2 separate regions of the Zea mays genome follow, and region 2 is linked to region 1. The links are chromatin contacts, called in public Hi-C maps. All regions are on one chromosome and are shown on one strand. The core of a region is the stretch at or near the end of the contact, and the rest is flanking DNA. Distances in the headings are between cores, read along the strand shown. Region 1 holds the start of LOC103638522 (DEAD-box ATP-dependent RNA helicase 31). Region 2 has its middle 31 kb from the start of LOC103638520.

What was found. A called contact is a pair of places that touch in the nucleus more often than the background predicts.
Region 2: a contact with region 1 is called in a Hi-C map of ear, with 3 times the contacts expected there. The contact joins the enhancer-like site here to the promoter of LOC103638522 in region 1. A contact is called at or near these places in 2 of 25 Hi-C or Micro-C datasets (ear and leaf).

What each region holds. Positions count from the first base shown.
Region 1 is chr9:65,345,052-65,350,447 of Zm-B73-REFERENCE-NAM-5.0, forward strand. LOC103638522 (DEAD-box ATP-dependent RNA helicase 31) reads right to left here and starts at 2,815. Exons shown (of 11, transcript XR_558851.3): 1 at 1,349-2,815.
Region 2 is chr9:65,544,774-65,550,169 of Zm-B73-REFERENCE-NAM-5.0, forward strand. No RefSeq gene overlaps it. Among protein-coding and RNA genes, the nearest start is that of LOC103638520, 31 kb to the right of the region's middle. Within about 2 kb of position 2,843, at least 10 of the 20 cell types and tissues checked have an H3K27ac peak or open chromatin away from gene starts, as enhancers often do. A contact at or near this core is called in ear and leaf, where this site is marked.

The sequences.
Region 1 (5,396 bases), core at 1,565-4,064:
CCTCTTCTACCTTGAGGTGACCGCCGACGACAACAGGGTGGCTGAGGCGGAAGATCCCCCACCCCCGTAATCCTGCCTTCCAGCTCGAGGACGAGCTGTTTTTGGAGGCCGGGAGAGATGTTATGACCGACAGCCTAGCAGCTCTAATAAAATCAGTTAGTTTGTTTAGATGGATAAGTATCAGTTAGTTTGTTTAGATGGATATGGATAAGGAGTTTGTTTAGATAGATAAGGATTTGGTTTGTTAAGATATTAGATAAGGAAGGCTGCTATCTCAGCCCTATAAATGTACCCCTTCAATCAATGAAACATTAAGCAAGCAAATCATCTTGCTCGGCTTCCCCCTTTTCCTGTGTCTACTGTTCACCGTGGATATTGTTCATCCCGTGACCAGTACCACGCCCCTTCCAGCCAGCAGCCCTAACCCTAGGACAACGACGCCCAAACGTCGTGGTCCAGAGCCTCGCCCTTCTCACCACTCATACCTTCTTAGAAACCGCAGCTCCAACATTGATCAATCAGGAAAATTTTAGCAACAGTTTGCCAAGTCCTCCAAATTATGTTACAAAGACCAATTATCACAAAACTGTGCTAAGAAGTTCAAAGAAACCAAGGGTGTGTTCACAATAATAGCCTAAATGCCAAAATCATTAAACAATTTAACCTACAGTCTCGGTGAGGAATATAAACAAAGCAATATATCTCTGTATCTTTCCTCCACTGCTCTATCTTTAACAGGTTCGATCCCTTACCTATGGGAGTTACTATGAATTCAAAATATGCATTGTTTGTGAATTTCAAATAGCAGCTCCAGTGCCGCTAGATGCAAACCATAACTGAGATGACAGTTAAACTAAGTCATAGGACTCCTGAATAATCCTCAAAACTCTCACAGATTCTCCACAGCCTTAATGTCTTCAGATTCACTGGCTTTGGCTGACTGGAAATACATAGGTTTCTCATAACACTTCCACATCAGGTGAACCAGAATCTGTTACACTAATCAGAAACCCACCAAACAACACAAAAGGATAGGAGATGTTGCAGCCAAGTTGGAAGCAGAAGTAGAAGGTTCGAACAATAAAGTACTAGTGATAGCTGCCATGTTATTAATGCAGACAATGAGTCAAACATCATACAAGTTCACAAATCACAAGTAGATTACAGATAATTGGAAGTAATCATGAAGTACACTTGGCAATTAAGAAAAGATGATTATATGAACCACCATTTTTTCTCCTGTTTTCAATTGATGCATATCAATAATTGCCATCAAGAAAAGAACAAGTTATCTATCTACCTAAGAGAACCATAAATACTCTTCGCATCACTAAGAGTTAAGAGCTACCTCTTCTGGCTCAGATAAGAATCACCACCCCCAGCACTTCTGCCCTGTACACTTTCATTTTTAGCTGGCTCATCTTCGGGTAACATAGATGAGCCAGACTTATTACCTATTATATGTCCCACATCCTCCTTATCACCCTCGTCTTCAAAAAGATCATCTTCGAACCCCGATGGCTCATCTTCCTCATCAACTTCCCCCGCCTCATCATCATCCTCTGACAAGCCAAAGTCAATTTTTTTCAGACCCCTTGGCTGTCGGTGACCAAAGTCCGTATCGCTGCCCCTCCCACCCCGATGTGGTCCAACACTCTTCGCCATTTTGCCTCTCCTGCCACCTTGCTGCCTTACACTGTAACCATCAAACCCAACTGGACCAGCATCATCATCTTCATCGTCATCTAAATCGCTTCCTCTCCCTGTTCTCTGCAAAAGATCGGACGTCCTTCTCCTTCCGTCATCATAATCACCAAAATCATTGTAACTCCCTCCCTTTCGTGACAGACCCAAATCCCTCCTGCCCCGACCTCGGCCCAGCCCAACTGTGTTTTCCCTTCCCCCTTTCCTGCGACCATGATGCTGCTTTCCATCAAGATCCCCAAACCCAACCAAATCATCATCACTATCCTCATCGTCATCTAAATCACTCACCCTTCCTCTTCTGTGTGAGGATACAGACAGTTGACCACTGGCACCGTGTCTTCCCCTTGAAGACCCAAATCCAGTGTCACCATCATCTTGGTCAAAGTCACTGTACCTCCCTCCCCTTCTCGCCACACCTGAAGCCCTCCCTCGCTGGCTTCGCTGCTCCCTAGGAGACCTAAATGTGGCCTCCTCATCAAATCCATTCCCCCTCCCTCCTCTTCTCACGAACCCCGACGTCCTCTCACCCCGTCCCCGCCTTCCCCTGGAGGAACCAAAGCCGGAATCAGCATCATCCAGTCCACTACTAATCATCCTCCCCCTCTGCTCGAAGCCGCCGCGTCTGTCTCCACTGAACTCACCGCCGGCCGTACTTGACCTCGGGAACGAACCCCTGGAGTCCGACCCACCTCGGCCGCCCCTGGATGAGCCGACCGAGGACCTGCGGGTGGACGGCGCATCGCCTTCGTCTCCGCTGCTGAGACCGAGGTGGAACGAGTCAGTTTTGAGGTCGCTAATCCAGTCGCTGAGCTCCGCCTCGTCTTCCACAAGGCTCTTCGCGGCGCCGACCGAGGAACGGGCGCGGGAGGAGAAGAAGCACGGGGAGAAGGAACCAGCTGCGCCATTTCGGAGCGCAACGGAGTGGAGCAAGGGAAGGGGCTGCGCGCGCTGGGAGGCAGAGGAGGCGACCGCGCGGCGGAGGATAACGAAGAGGTGGTGGTGGCGCCGCATGGCGGCCGGCAGACGGTTTAGGGTTTAAGGATGAGAAAGTGGAATCGGGAAAAACAAATGTATGCAGCCATATACCCAAGAATTGGGATCCCGCCATCCCGGCCGGGGGTTTAGGCGGCGTCCTGTGAAACGTTCTGTACTCATGTAGAGTTTGCACTGGTATTCTACGCATCCAGCAATACACTCTAAACGATACTTTAAAATTTAGAGGACGCCGCACGCACTCTAGATGTAGAGACTTCCGAGCGTCCGGTATCCGGGCGAGGATTCGGGCTCCCGCGGTGGTGAAAAATCTGGACGCTCTGTTCTCCCGTCGCTGGCGACTTCGATCCCACTCAACGAGGGGGCTTGCGGCGCGGGTCATCGGAGGAGGCGGCCAAGCTGGGCTCGAAGAGGCCGTGCGCGGGCGGGTCCGGCGGCGGATCGCTCTCGGTGGCTAGAAGCAAGGAGGTGGCCGGCGAGGAGAGAAAGATCCAAGATTTGGGTGCAAGCGTCGGTGTTGGTCGACGTCGAACTGCCATCGCGAAGAGGCTGAGAAGGTTGACGGCGACGAAGAAGGTTGGTGCGGAGAAACGCAAGCGCAGCTCCTCGCCGCTATCGTCATCGTCTTCCATTCGCTCGGCTGCTCCAGATCCGAAGAGAACAAGGTACAAAGCTTGGCTTCTGATTGCAGATCCATTTTGGTTTTAGGGTTCTCGTACTTCATATGCTGCAAATCGTCCAGATCTAGGGTTTAGGGTTAAAGGGAACAATGAATCGATGGTTCTAGGATTCGTTGACCCCTTGGTTTATGTTGAGTAATGTTAATCAAAATTTCAACTGCCTATTGCGAATACTTGCTGGTTCTGAGCCTATTTACCATCATTTTACCAACTACCCGACGGTATACATGAAATTTTCAACTCAGTATTTTAACAGAACCATATCTTTTATGTAGACCATGGATTCGGAGAACGCAAAGCTCCAAAGAGCACTCGCTCATTTAATCAGAGTAGTGGAGCAGCGTTGTGCTGACATCATCGATGTCGTCCACGGTGCCTTCCAACCAGTTAGCACACCAGTCATCAATGAAATGAATTGTGCTTTAGTTCAGATCGAGGACCTCGCGAAGGACCTTGATCACCTTGTACTGAAAAAAGACTGGGAGATGGAGCACATGGACCGTTCAGAAATTGTTGAATCATCATAAATAGAGGATGAGCTTTTGATTGACTATGATTCAGAGTTGAACACTGATGATATCGTCGGCTACGACGACGGACGTGACTACTCTACCGACGACACATATCCCTACTAGATTACCATGCACCTAAATAAAGTGCTCGGTGCAACGAAATATGTTTTAGGTTTCTAGAAGTCGTAGTACTCTTTTGTATGTGAACAAAACACCTAGGTTGTGTGTCACAAGTTCCTGGTATCGTTGATGTGCTGTTGACGTTGACCTGCTATGTTAAATGTTATGAACTTTGCAATATATGTAGTATTCAACACTTGTGCCATTATTGTGGTTGTCCTATTTAATGTGTCATGGTTTCTATTTCTTTGAAATGGTTGGCTCAATGTACTACACTTTTTCATTTTCATGACTTATTATTTGATGTGCCAACCTTAAATCTACAGCATGGGTACCGACTGGAACCAAGTAATAGCACAATATGGCAGTTTCCTATACGAGGAAGATGGCACTCAGTTTCAGAACACTGGTTTTGCTCCTCCTCAACCTGATATACCAGCACATGGGTCACCAGCTGCACCTCTAGTGAAGAAGGGTCCTCAACGCACAAAGCTAGCAAATTTCACGTCTGAGGAGGATATGAGGGTTTGTCAAGCTTGGTTGGCTGTCAGTTGTGACCCCGTAGATAACACTGGTCATAAGCGTCAAGGTTTTTGGAATTGGATTGCAGAGGCATACAACTCTCGAAGAGGATCAATGCAGAGAGGTCTACGAAATCTCTGATGAGCAGGTGGGATAGTATCAAAACTCAATGTTCTACCTTTGCTGGATACATGACGACTATGCTTCGACAAAACCCAAGTGGCCTTACTGATGCAAATAAGGTATGTGTATGTACTTATGCATATGTTCTTCAATGTACTTAGCTAATAATGCATATTTTGTTTTATAGACTTCTCTTGCAGCTACTCGGTTTGCTGCTGTTGAAAAGAGGCCCTTCCATTTTATCGGTACCCTGAAACAGGGGTACCCCTTACTACAGTATGAAGACGCAGTCCCCACGCGGCTATCTCTAGTCGCGTGGTAAACAGCACCCGACCCCATCACATGGACGGCTCCGAGGCCGCCACGTGGCCAGAGAAGACGATATACTCCAAGGTATCAACAGTGGGTCCGGACCCCCATGGGAAAGTGCCGGACCCCTGTATATACGGATCAGACCTCCGAGTAAGGCCCAGGACCTCCACGGGCGCAAACCGGACCCCTAGGATGGGTTCCAGACCCCTCTGTGTGGGTCCGGGCCACTCACGGCCGGGTCCTGGGATTCTAGGACAAAGAATACACAGGCCTTAATCAAGGCCAGGCGGGGGTCCGGGGCCGACACGTGTCCGGACCATACCGTATACGCTTCAGCTCGCCGCTCAGGCGGAGCCTCGGTGCTGCCACGTGGCATGGTGCACGTGACGTAAGCCAACGGGCGGAGCCTAACGTAAGGCCTCTAGGC
Region 2 (5,396 bases), core at 1,593-4,092, 200 kb after region 1:
CGGTACCGTCGTCCATACAAAGCTTCAAAGGGTGCCATCTTGATACTTTCATGATAACTATTGTTATATGAAAACTCTACTAATGGTAAACATTCATCCCGTTTTTGTGGAAATTCCAGAATACATGCTCGCAACATGTCTTCAAGTATTTGGTTTACTCTCTCAGTCTACCCACTGGTTTGAGGATGATAGGCCGAACTATGAAGCAACTTGGTACCCAGGGACTTATGCAGTGCTTCCCAAAACTTGGCTACAAATTGCGGCCCACGATCCGACACCATGGTATTTGGAACTCCATGCAGACTAAGAATACGAGCAATATATAACTGAGCATAGACAGCAACTGGATGATCTGTCTTGACGGGCAGAAAATGGGCTATCTTGGTAAGTCGATTACTTATGACCCAAATAGAATCAAATCTTTTTGCTATCCTAGGTAATCCCACAATGAAGTCCATGCTAATGTCCTCCCATTTCCAAGTTGGGATAGGCAAAGATTGCAGTGGACCAACAGTCTTCATGTGTATGGCATTGACACGTCTACAAGTGTCGCATCTCGCCACATAGCGTGCAATTTCGATCTTCATTTTTGTCCACCAATAATGTTGTTTTAAATCTTGATACATCTTAGTGCTCCCGGGATGAATGGAATAGCGACTAAGATGTGTTTCATCTAAAATTTGATGGCGGACAACATCATTCTTGGGCACAACTATGCGGTTGTTAAACCATACTATGCCTTGATCATCCTTTCTGAAACAGTTTGCTTTACCAGCTTTCATTTTCTCATGAATGTGTTTCATATCGTCATCACTTCTTTGTGCATCAATTATCTTTTGCAGAAGGACCGACTCAAGCTTCAACTGATTTAATGTTCCATATTGAATCATTCCCAGGTTTAACTTCTCCATTTCTTGGCATAATATGATGTCAGAGGTTTTCACTGTAAGACAATGGCAGGAAGCCTTGCGACTTAGTGCATCTAGCACCACGTTGGCCTTGCATGGGTGATAGTGATTTCCAATTCATAATCCTTAATTAGCTCAAGCCATCTCCTCTGCCTCATATTTAGTTCTGACTGTGTAAAGATGTACTTCAAACTTTTATGATCTGTATATATATGACAGATATTTCTCAGTAGATAATGACGCCATATTTTAAGGGCATGAACTACAGCAGCTAATTCTAAGTCATGAGTTGGATAATGTTCCTCATGCCGGCGCAACTGTCTTGAAGCGTATGCTATAACTCAGCCCCCATGCATTAAGACACATCCGAGACCACTGCCCGATGCGTCACAATACACATCAAAAGACTTTTCAATGTCCGGTTGAGCTAATACCGGAGCATTGGTCAATAACACCTTCAGCTGCTCGAAGGCTTCGTTGCATCTTGAGGACCAGTTAAATTTTGTATCATTCTTTAATAAGCTTGTGATTGGCTTCACAAGCTTGGAGAAATACAGGATAAACCTGCGGTAATAGCTAGCCAGTCCAAGGAACTTCGAACTTGATGTACAGTGGTTGGTGGTTTCCACTCTAAAATATCCTTGACCTTGCTGGGATCAACCGCAATCCCATTTGCAGAGAGTACATGTCCTAGGAATTGGATTTCCTCCAGCCAAAACGCGCACATGCTGAATTTAGCATATAATTGATGTTCCCTTAAGCGCGTTAATATGGTCCGTAAATGCTGAGCATGCTCCTCTTCATTCTTGGAATAAATCAAGATATCATCAATGAAGACCACCACAAATTTGTCCAACTGGGGCATAAATACCGAGTTCATTAGATATGTGAAGTGGGCAGGATCATTCGTTAATCCGAAAGACATAACCAAATATTCGAATAATGTGTACCGCGTAGTAAATGCGGTCTTGGGTATATCTTCGGGTCGGATACGGATCTAATGATAGCACGACCTGAGGTCAATTTTGGAAAATACCCAAGCTCCGGTAAACTGATCAAACAAGATATCAATCTGGGGAAGAGGGTACTTGTTCTTAATTGTGACCTCATTAAGGGGTCTATAGTCTACTCACATCTGAAGCGTTTGATCCTTCTTCTTGACAAAGATTTCGGGACATGTAACACCCCTGGTGTTTATAGTCTGCTCGACAACGAGTATGGATTTAAGCACGTAATATCAGTGGATAAAATAGATGCTAAATTTTAATCATCTTCGCCTATCGCAATTTTAATATCGCATCTGTTTCGTCGGTCACGAGTTCGACATCGTTTTTATCTATCCGGGCTCTTCCTAAATTTTCGTGATGTTCGGAACATAGTTGTTCCGAAAATCGATCCGTCCAGTGATTATTTAAAATTCATCGCTCGCGCGAATACGAATTCGGAAGCTCGACCTACTCTTATGATTTTATCCCAGGCAAATTAATTTAAACTCGACGACAAAAGTTTTAATGTAAAATTTAATCGGATCACACTCGAAATCCAAGGAAAACCAGACGAAGTTCGTCTGATTTTAATTAATCTAACACCGATTAAATATTGTGACTAAAATCATTTTAACTTGGTCCTCTTCCACCTTTCCAAATTCTCGCCTCGATCTCTGACTGATATTTATTTTTATTTAAATTTTCGAGTAGAGAAAAAAGGGAATTTGGAAAAATCTAAAAAAAATCTGGTCACACCTCTGTTCCCCCGCTCATCCCTATCCTTTAGCCGTCGTCTTCTTCAGATTTTTCCACCATCGCAAAATATCCCTGCGCGCCGCGATCTCATCTGCCTGGGATTTTTCCACCATCGCAAAATATCCCTGCGCGCCGCGATCTCATCCGCCTGGGATATTTCCCACCGACCAGCCCAGTGCGCTCTATCTCCTTCCAGCCACAAAGTCCCATGGCGCACCCATATCCTCTGCTCCATCTCCCTCCAGCCATCCTTGGATTCTTCTTCTCTTCCGCGCGCGCCTCATCTACTGTTTTTCCAGCCGCACCCAGCTCCTATTCGCCATGACGCACGAACGAGCTACTCTCCTCCCATCTCCTTCCTCGCCCTCTCCTGGCCATGGCTCTAGTTCTCACTCGCAGCGGCCAGTAACCACTGAAACCCACCGCCCGCGTGAGCAAAGACGACATCAGGGCGATGGGACGGATCCTGTGCGGCGACCATCCTCGCATTCGCGCCTCCCCGGGGCCACCCCTCTTCCCATCGCGCCACGACGGATTGCGGGCGACGGTGCTATGGCGGCGTGGGCTGGGGTTGGGGGACCATGGGGGCGGGGTCCGCGGTGGGTTCTGGTCGCGGCATGGTTGGGCCTCGCTGGATCTGAGCTGCCATTGATGGGTTTTCTTTCGAGCATTTGATTTCCAATGTTCTGTTTTTGGTATGCTCTCACTGCTTCATGCTCGTCCCTGTGCTTGAGCTCCGTCCTCCCCAGCCATGGTGCTCTACGCGCACGAGCTCTACAATGGCTTGCACTCCCACCTCCAGGCCTCTGGCATCGACGGCGTCAAGGTCGACGTCATTCACGTCTGGTGCCGTTCATCTCCATCCGCTTCTCGCGTGGGGCTTCTGTCTTGCCACCGGCCAGCCTCGCCGGTGAAGTCCGCCACCGTCCTCAGGTCTCCGAGCTCTGGAGCCGGCCTCCTTCATTAGTATCAAACTCCATCCATGACGCCGGCCATGCCTCCCTGGTGGCCACGGCCTTCTACTCCGCCTCCCTGGCACTAACGCAAGTTCCCGTTCGTCGGCGACCCGGCCATGGCGCACACGCTGGTTTCCTCTGCTCGGCTTCTCTGGTGCCGCGCACGCCCTTGCTCGCTGTCCTTCGGCTCGGTCTCATCTACACCCGAGCCCAGCACCCCCTCGACAACATGGCGTCTCGCCTCTCTTCCCTGCGTCGCATAGACCGCGCCCCTGTGAGCTTCCTACGTCGGCCATGTTCAGACGCCACCAACATCAAGCGCTCGTCCTCGGTTCCATGGCCGTAGCGCATAGGAGTCCCAATCCCGATTCAAACTCGGTGAGCTCCCCTACAAGCTCGCTTCTCCCTGCTTGCTGCACTCACGTCGTCGTCTACCTGCTCGTTCCACGACGTCGCTCCCAGTCAGCAGCTCGCCGGTTTTCCTGCACGCAATCGCGGATGTCGTCGCCCGGTCCTTGTCTCTTGCCGAGCTCATCACCACCGTGAGACTCTGTGTTGCTGTAATCGGCCGCGTCTCCCCAGTCATCTTATGCGCACTCATCTCCAAATTTGACCGTGGGGCCGACTGTCGACCACGTCGTTGCCTCGCAGCATTTGGACACCTTGTCGTCACTGGACCACGTGTTCGCTCATTACCACACCATTTTTAGCATCACGGTTCTGTAAGACTCCACGCACTCGTCAATACCCGGCTGTCGATCTCCACCACACGGTGCCACTTCGGACCTCTGGCCTCGTCCTACTCTGCTCCAGCTTGCATCTAAGCCTAGGGTCAAGTTCGTACGCCACCCTGCTTGGTAAAATAAAGTGAATCGGGGAGCGCCAGTGTTTTTGGTAAATTTTGAGTTAAATTACTAGCTGTTGATATTGTGTGATGGTTGCAAGCGCTCGATATGGAAAGAGGGAATTAGATGAAGAAGAAAGCGAAGCCGCACAACACTCATCTGATGTTCTACGACAAGCCCGAGCCAGGACTTATCAGCATTCTTACGAGTATTGAGTCACATTTGATGCTGGTAAGCTAGAGTTATTTGCTTAGTAATTTTAGTGCTTTGCTAGTAGGTGCTATCGGCATTTCATGCGAGAAATTTTAGTTGTGCAGTGAAGTCAGTGCTATGCATTCATGTGCATAATGCATTTCATTCAGGCACGTGAATTAACTACGTGATGCAGAGAACCATAACTAAGTTGACCTCAAGATGGTGCAAGGAGTGGTCTTCTTCGTACAACGATGTCGTCAGTCGGACCAACCTGAAGGGCAGATAGAACAAGTGTCAGAACAAAGGCTGATCGCCAAGTGGTCGCCACCTAACAAACACTAACCTAGTGTTATCCAGGCAAGCCCCGGTGCATGCAACCCCTTCCTTGTGTTTTTAAATTATTTTTACACACTTTAAGTCTAGTGAATGTGCATTAGGTTTATAGGAGTTGCTTGGAAACCCTTTGATGCATTGGCTACCTTGAAATCCATTCCTTTTATAGATACTTCTGGTGAAGTATCAAATATGATTTACAAAAAAATGCTTAGCCCTGCTTATAAGCAGATAGAGTTTGTCCTTTGCACTTATGTCTAGCTCAGGTTTATCCTGAGAAAGGATGACTTCTACCTGCAAGAATATTTTCATTGGGAGCATGGTGGGATCTTACTATAAAAGTTCCCTATAATTCTCTTTTCATCCTTAGGAACACAAACAATCCTAAGGATGGAAGTACTTAAATCGGGACTTGGG